Linked DNA regions of Sus scrofa: region 1 is linked to region 2. A link is a contact called in public Hi-C data. All regions are on one chromosome and are shown on one strand. The core of a region is the stretch at or near the end of the contact, and the rest is flanking DNA. Distances in the headings are between cores, read along the strand shown. Region 1 has its middle 32 kb from the start of CDC7. Region 2 has its middle 23 kb from the start of BRDT.

The links. A called contact is a pair of places that touch in the nucleus more often than the background predicts.
Region 1: a contact with region 2 is called in a Hi-C map of subcutaneous adipose tissue, with 3 times the contacts expected there. A contact is called at or near these places in 2 of 5 promoter capture datasets (fetal skeletal muscle and liver), 23 of 47 Hi-C or Micro-C datasets (blood, brain, embryonic fibroblasts and 12 more) and 2 of 2 datasets of targeted methods (alveolar macrophages and skeletal muscle).

The regions. Positions count from the first base shown.
Region 1 is chr4:125,425,677-125,429,407 of Sscrofa11.1, forward strand. No RefSeq gene overlaps it. Among named protein-coding and RNA genes, the nearest start is that of CDC7, 32 kb to the right of the region's middle.
Region 2 is chr4:125,082,866-125,086,683 of Sscrofa11.1, forward strand. No RefSeq gene overlaps it. Among named protein-coding and RNA genes, the nearest start is that of BRDT, 23 kb to the left of the region's middle.

The DNA.
Region 1 (3,731 bases), core at 80-2,579, 340 kb after region 2:
TAACTGTCCCAGTCTAATTCTCCTGTTGCCTATTTTTATATCTCCGTTATCTGTTTGGTCACCAGATGGCCGCTCACAACTTTCTACCTCCTCAAATGTTCTGCCATCTCCCAAACTCATGCTCTGCATACCACGTTTAACTTCCTATGAAGCCTGACGTTAATTCTAAAGCCACTTGAGAATTCAGGCCAACCTAAAACCCATTCGTTCAGTGCTGCTGCTGTCAAAAGCCCACCTGGCTGACTCAACATACAGGTGCGGTTGCAGGGGGAGGGGGTGTGGGGGACGGAGGCCTAGAACAGGTCCCTGCTCCCATTCCCCTTCCTCTGCTTCCGCTGAACTCTTCAAAAAAGCACAAAACAGGAGTTCCCACTGTGGCTCAGTGGGAACAAACCCAACTAGTATCCATGAGGACGCAGGTTCGACCCCTGGTCTCACTCATTGGTTAAGGATCCTGTGATGCTGTGGCTGTGGCTGTGGCTGTGGCTGTAGGCCGGCAGCTGCAGCTCCTATTCTACCCCTAGCCTAGGAACTTCCATACACTGCACGTGCATCCCTAAAACAGCAAAACCAAACACGCCAACAAATCCAAAATTATTTACGTCACTGTGGCCGTACTTGGTACCTATGTGGATATTAAAATGTGTGATCATTTTCAGCAAATATCCGTTGAGCCGTGATGATGGGCCAGCATCAAAGGTAAGACGGTGGATCCAGTCGACACGATTCTTGTTGTCGTGAAGTTTACCACCTAGGAGGTGACACAGACAAGACTGACTTGTGCCACACAGGAGTGCCGGAGGCCGCACGGTGCTGCGGGGCACAGCCATGCCTTTGCCGTGGAGCACTTGTCTCGACACCGTTGGAGATTCTAGGGAAGCTCTGGGTAGCAAGTGGACTGGGAGGCCAGTTTGAGGAGGCAGCTTCGGAGCCGGGGACTGAAGGGTGACAGGGTCCAGGAGCCGGCAGGCTGCGGTGACTCAACCCAGAACGAGCTGTCAAGGATGAAAACCTTCCCGAAGGTGGTGATGGCTGAACTGAGCCCTGGCAGCGGTACCCCCGTGACGGTGGCTGAGGTTTGCTGAGAAGAGTTCCAGGCAAAGGAAGCAGGATGTGCCAAAGCCCAGGAGAGAAGCAGCAGAACACAGGAGACGTTGGTGGCTGGAAAAGATGAGCGTGTGCTAGATGCTCACTAGCTCCTCCTTTGCCTGACAAAGTTGTTTTGATTGTGTAACGGCCAGCATTCGTGTGTACCTTCTTGTCTGTTCCAGTGGCCTCACGGATACATCAGTCCAAATGCGTCTAGACGGCAGTCCGAACACGCCAGGGGAACGCCTGCCACCTGCTGGACAGACGAAGCATCACCGTGCAGAGAAAATTAGATTTACGGCACTGCTGGGCTCACAGAATCCCAGATGATGGCCATTTTCCACTCAAAGGTTTAAAAGAGCTGATGTGCTGAAATTTTTTTTAAAGGTCAAGGAAGAAATATGTACAATATTCTCAGGCCCTGCTTCCCCGTAGAGGGGAGATGAAGGGAAAATTGAGGCAGAAAGAGAACCCGTGCACTGTGTCAACAATATATCCTTGGGGCAGGCCCTCACTCATTCCTACAGACAACAGGTAGGCACAGCAACCCTCTCTGCCGCCGAGCAAGCCAAGGCTCACGGTAAAGAGAGAAGGCCAGTCTTGGCCGGCTCCTTTAGCTTAAGCTGCCTCCAGTCAGGGTTTATTCTGAATCAACAAAAGGCAAATATGGGGCATTAATTCTCCAGTTGTGATTAGACCTATACTTTTAAGTGCGAACGACCTCAATGGAGAGACTTAAGGCCCCATTTGGTGCTCGAAAGGCATTAAAAGGCTCTCCAGTTTACTCCCTAACAGACACACCAACTGGTTCCCAAAAGAGACCCTCAAATGCCGCATGTGGACATATCTTCAAAGCTGAAAAACGTGTCTGCCATTTCTAGCAATTTCACACCACTTCTTGTTAAGAGAGACACGCCATGCCATTTAGATGCAGAAAATGTTGGGATTCTCTCAAGGCATCAATGAGGACTGACATTTCTGTAAGAGGAGCTGCCTCAGAAAACTCCAAGATGAATAGGGACTTGCAGGTACGAAGATGAATCGTGTTAGCAAAGCATCATCCAGTGTGTATATAATGACTTCCCAAAAGAATTTACACATGCCTGTAAGTTCTCATGACAAACTGACTTGGTGGTGGTGTTGTTATGGTGACTGGCACACAGTAGGAGCTAAAACCATGACTATAATAATTATAAAACCTTTGCTCACTCGCCTCTGACACGAGGATGTGAAGGGTTATGACAAACAGAATGTCCACCAGCTGTTCTGTCTCCACCGAGGTCAGAGCAATGGGAACTGGGACAGCGGTGAACTGGAGTGGAAAAAAAATTAGAACTGATATGGATGGGAAACAGTGAGGAGCTGGGGAATCTGAGGACAGACTACCACGGAAAACAGCATGAGCCTGTAGCTGCTTCAGAAGAAAAGGGGCTGCCTTTAGGCTGAGATTATTCTGGTGGGATTTGGAACTAACCCCTTCGTCAACCCCGAGGTTCTGACTGTGTGTTGAAGTCTCTGAAGTGTTGCTAAGAAATGTTGGGAAGGGGGCATAAAATAGTCTCTACCTTCTTGTGATCTGGGTACAGGAAACCAAGAAAAGGGTCTTGGCACTGATCGGGGAAGGTGTGGCAAGGACCGGGGGACCACGGGTGGCCTGGGCACGAGGACTGCACCTGGGACAGGTGAGGGACAGGCAACTAACTCAAAGTCCAAAGACCCCAGGAGGACGAGACTGAACCTAAAGCCCCACATCAGAACCTTGCCTTCATTTCAGTTACATATTTGTTAGGGGTTGGGGCTGGGAGGGGACGTCAACCGCCAAGATATTATGAAAGGAGGAGTGAGGCGTTCCATTTTTTTTTACATCTATCAACTAAATTGTACCAAACAGGAACACAGGCACCCTTATTAAGAGACTTTTTTTGGGAGTTCCTGTCGTGGTGCAGTGGTTAACGAATCTGACTGGGAGGAACCGTGAGGTTTCAGGTTCGATCCCTGGCCTCGCTCAGTGGGTTAAGGATCTGGCGTTGCCGTGAGCTGTCGTGTAGCTTACAGTCTCGGCTCAGATCCCACGTTGCTGTGGCTGTGGTGTAGGCCAGCGGCTACAGCTCTGATTAGACCCCTAGCCTGGGAACTTCCATATGCTGTGGGAGCAGCCCTAGAAAAGGCAAAAAAAAAAAAAAAAAAAAAGAGAGAGAGAGAGACGTTTTTGATTTACAGCTTGCCAAAAAAGCAAATTAATTAAATGTAACTTAAATGCACTCCCCCACAAATATCACTGAACACTCGCTCAGTAAATGCCAGGTACTGGTCTAGTCCCGCCGCACAGGGGCAAACAGAAAAGCTCCTTCTGCACAACGCACAGCAAAGAGCCGCAAAGAAGCTGATGTTTACTGCACAGCATGATAACGAGTTATTTTAAAAGAGGAGCTATCATTTGATACAGCCATTTACATACAGAGTTTTAAAATAAAAAAGTAAAATGACAGAAAGGCCACTCACGGAACACAGAGCATTCGGGTCACGAAGCTGGGGCAACGTGCAGAGGGAATTGCTAACATTTGTCTGAAGATTCCTCATACACATACACACACATACACGGCGGGGCGGGTTTTGTTTTCAGTCAGTGCATCTGTGTGTAG
Region 2 (3,818 bases), core at 331-2,830:
GTGAGTGGGGGTGAATTGGGGAGCAGCTGGGAGAAGCAGAGTAGGGAGAGAGGATAACAGAGGTGGAAGTGGTCTTGGAGGGCTTCCTGGAGGAGGAGCGATTTGAGCTGGGTGTGGAAAAACAGCTGAGAGGTGGGAAACAAAAGGAGGAAATAGATACTAGAGAAGAAGACACTGGCAGAAATCAAAGAGCAGAGGAAAATAAGAACACAGGATTTACAGGCAGCAAAGCTCCCCGTTAAGGAGAACGTACGAGTGAGGCAGGAAGGCTGGTAGGTGGGAACCAGAGGAGAGGGACCTGGGCCACCAGGCAAGGTTTGCTCTTCGCTTTTTTTTTTTTTTTTTTTTTTTTTTTTTTTTGCTTTTTAGGGCAGTACCTACAGCATATGGAAGCTCCCAGGCTAGGGGTCTAATCGGAGCTGCACCTGCCGGTCTACACCACAGCCACAGCAAGGCGGGATCCGAGTCGCATCTGCAGCCTACACCACAGCTCAGGGCAACACCAGATCCTTAAGCCACCGAGCGAGGCCAGGGATCGAACCTGCGTCTTCATGTCCTCTCTTCGGGTAGAACCCAGGGAGATTCGGGAGCCGGTGCACACAATGGTTTGGTCCACCTGGGAAACTGCTCAGTCCTTTCCTTGATGTTTTTTTCTTTTTCTCAGCTCTGCTGCCCATGTGTTGGAAGAGAGGCAAATTATAGGACAAGCATGACTGACTGGGGAGGTTGTGCCATTTCAGGGTCAAACACTGCCAGTTTGCCTCCCAAATACTTTCTCTGTTGGCTGCCTTTCCTGATTTGGGGGTTTTAAAACATAAATGTTCATGGGGAGAAGGCATTCACCACGTTCTCTTTACCTCTCAGTAAGCGTTTATCAGATGCTGTCCCCAGAGCAGGTGAGGACGCGTGGTGGTGGCAGGAGTGGGCGACGCAGAGCGTGAAGCTGGGAGGAGCAGCTGGGCAGCTGAGCCCAAACGGGCAGAGCCCTCGGGACCCCAGGCCAGGGCGGGTCTGCCCCCCTGCGGTTGGAGCGGCACAAAGCGCTTCCTCCCTTCAGGCCAGGCAGGCGGTGGAGGAGGGAGGAGGCGCGAGGGCCTGGAAACCTCCTTCCCTTCCCGCCCGCCGAGGGCCACGCGTGGCATCTGAGCTGCCCTTCCCCGGAGTGAGAGGGAGCGTCAGAGAAGCACGAGTGGCACGCGGCAGACGGCTTTGCCCAATTGCACAACCGCGAGAGGAAACGTCTTGCATGGGCTTCGCAGGGTTCGGAGAAGGGCTCGTCGGAAGGGTCTGCTCGCCAAGGCGAGGGGTCCGCTCACCCGGCGCGGGCGGCTCCCGTCCCCGCGCCCCCGCCCGCACCCGCGCCGCCCCGGCCCCGCCGGGACCTGGCAAGTGGGGCGCAGATGCTCACACCCGGCCAGACGCCCCGCAGCCCCTCCACCTGCCGGGAGCCCCCTGCCGGCCCTGCGGCCGGGCTCACCCCTTCCGTGTCTCCCCTCGGCTCCTGGGGTGAAAAACTGTAAAGCTGGAGGCAACTAGGGCCTGTGCTTCCGGCCTCGAGCCCTCGTCCCTCCCTACCCGCTTTGCTCGCTGGGATCCGGCGGTACCGACCCTCAGTCCGTTTTTCCAGCGCCATAGCCCTCTCCTTGCTGCTCCCTGGGTCTGGAATGTTCTTCCTGCCTCCACCCCCACCCTTCTCTTCCCCTACCCCTTCTTCACCCCCCGCCCCGTACAAGAATCACACACTTCCTTAGGGACGCTGTCCTGACGTCGCCCCTGCGCCCCCATCCTTCTCCCCTATTTTCAGTGTTACAGCGCTGTGTACGTTTTCTGCCTAGTCCTTCTGAGAGTTGTGATGGTATATGTAGTGATTTTTATATTATATGTTTGCGTGTATATACACACACACACACACAGTTAGTGGGATTATTTGATTAATTTCCCTCGCTACTCAGCTTATATCATCCTGTTCAGGTGGTGTCCTTAGCACCCAGCCACCCTTGGCCTGTGACGGGGTCCCATTGTATGTTGGCTGAATAGACGAAATGAGTGAACATGTGTTGCCACCAAGAGCAGAGTCGCCAGGTGAGGTCTAAGGGCTGTGGGGATGGGTCTCTCCTATGCGGCTCCTCACGGTTTCACACGTGGTTGGTAATGACATTGAGTCTGAGTGTCGGCCCTGCAGGATGCTGATTCCCAGAGCACAGAAGGGGGACTAATGGTCCCTCTCATTTTCGCTTGTGAACGTCAGTTCCCACCCCCAAACAGGAGAGGAATTCTTGCCAGCCCCAGGAGGGATGGAGTTGCTTTGGTGACAGCCACTGGCAGGCTAGATGTCTCTGAGCCCAGAGAAGGGTTTCTAGAGCATCCCCAGCCCCCACACTCAGGCCTAAGCCATGCGCACTGGTTACTTGAGACTGTGTTTGGCCTTCCTGAAAGAAGCCACTTCTAGGGGTTAAGCTGGGTAAACTACCAAAAAGACATTATTTTCGGGAAAGCCAGTAACTTGTCTCAAATGTGGTTCAAATGTTTTTTTCTTTTGAATATGAAGTCTCCAATACGTGTCTCCAGTCCTCAAGAGTGATGAAAATATGGTGTACATCTGTACATTTGTCTTCTCATGGCTTGTGTTTAATTATCCACAAAGAAAAAAATTCACAAGATGTTTCATGGTCTTCTCTTTTAAGTGCCAAAACAGGAACTTCTGAGGCTTTGATAGAATTGGTTGCAATCCCTTTGAAAGTTTTATTAATGTAGCCAGAATATGTTTTTAATCTTTCATATTCTGATCACTGAAACGTATTTTCTACGTTCACGCACGCTTGTTTCTACCATATTTTAAGTAAAGAAGGAGTGAGCAGGTCTGACCTTGTAAAATATATTGATTTTTTTTTTACAGTGCAGAACAATGATGATTGATTGATGAATAAACTATTAAATCAGAGGATTCTTTGTCTAGGACAGAAAGGAAGTTTTGAGAACCTTTGCGAGATCAGTATCTGCCTTCATTTTAATGTAAACATCAAAGACATTCCACTGTTGACATGTATGTTCCTCTAAAAAAATCCTGTATATGGATACTGTATTTTCTGCGTAGTTGTGGATGTAGAAATATAAATAAATGAAATTGCTTACGTTTTGGTCTCAACTAATATTTTGAATTGACAGTTGAAATTTCAACAAGTGTTTTGTTGCTGTTGTTATCGTTGTTGTTTTAGCTGCACGCATAGCATATGGAATTTCCCAGGCCAGGGTTTGAATCTAAGCTGGAGCTGTGACCTGTGCCACAGCTGCAACAATGCTGGATCCTTAACCTACTGTGCTGGGCCAGGGATTGAACCGGCTCCTCCACAGAGACAAGCTGGATCTTTAACCCACTGTGTCACAGCAGGAACTCCCTTAACAAGTATTCTTAGAAGAATACTTTAAAAAATAGTTCCCGTTGTGGCGGGAACGAATGGTTAACGAATATGACTAGGAACCATGAGGTTGCGGGTTCGATCCCTGGCCTCGCTCAGTGGGTTAAAGATCTGGCATTGCTGTGAGCTGCGGCGTAGGTCGCAGACACGGCTCGGATCCCGAGTTGCTGTGGCTCTGGAGTAGGCTGGTGCCTACAGCTCTGATTTGACCCCTAACCTGGAAACCTCCATATGCCGTGGGTGCGGCCCCAGAAAAGACAAAAAAGAGAAAAAATGAAAATAAAAATAAAATAAAAGTGTGTATGAGATAATATTTAATTCTTACTAGAGCAACTCTATTATAATTGTCTTTGTTATTCATGTTTTTTAAAGATTCATTTTGGTTCCTCGGATCTCATTGTT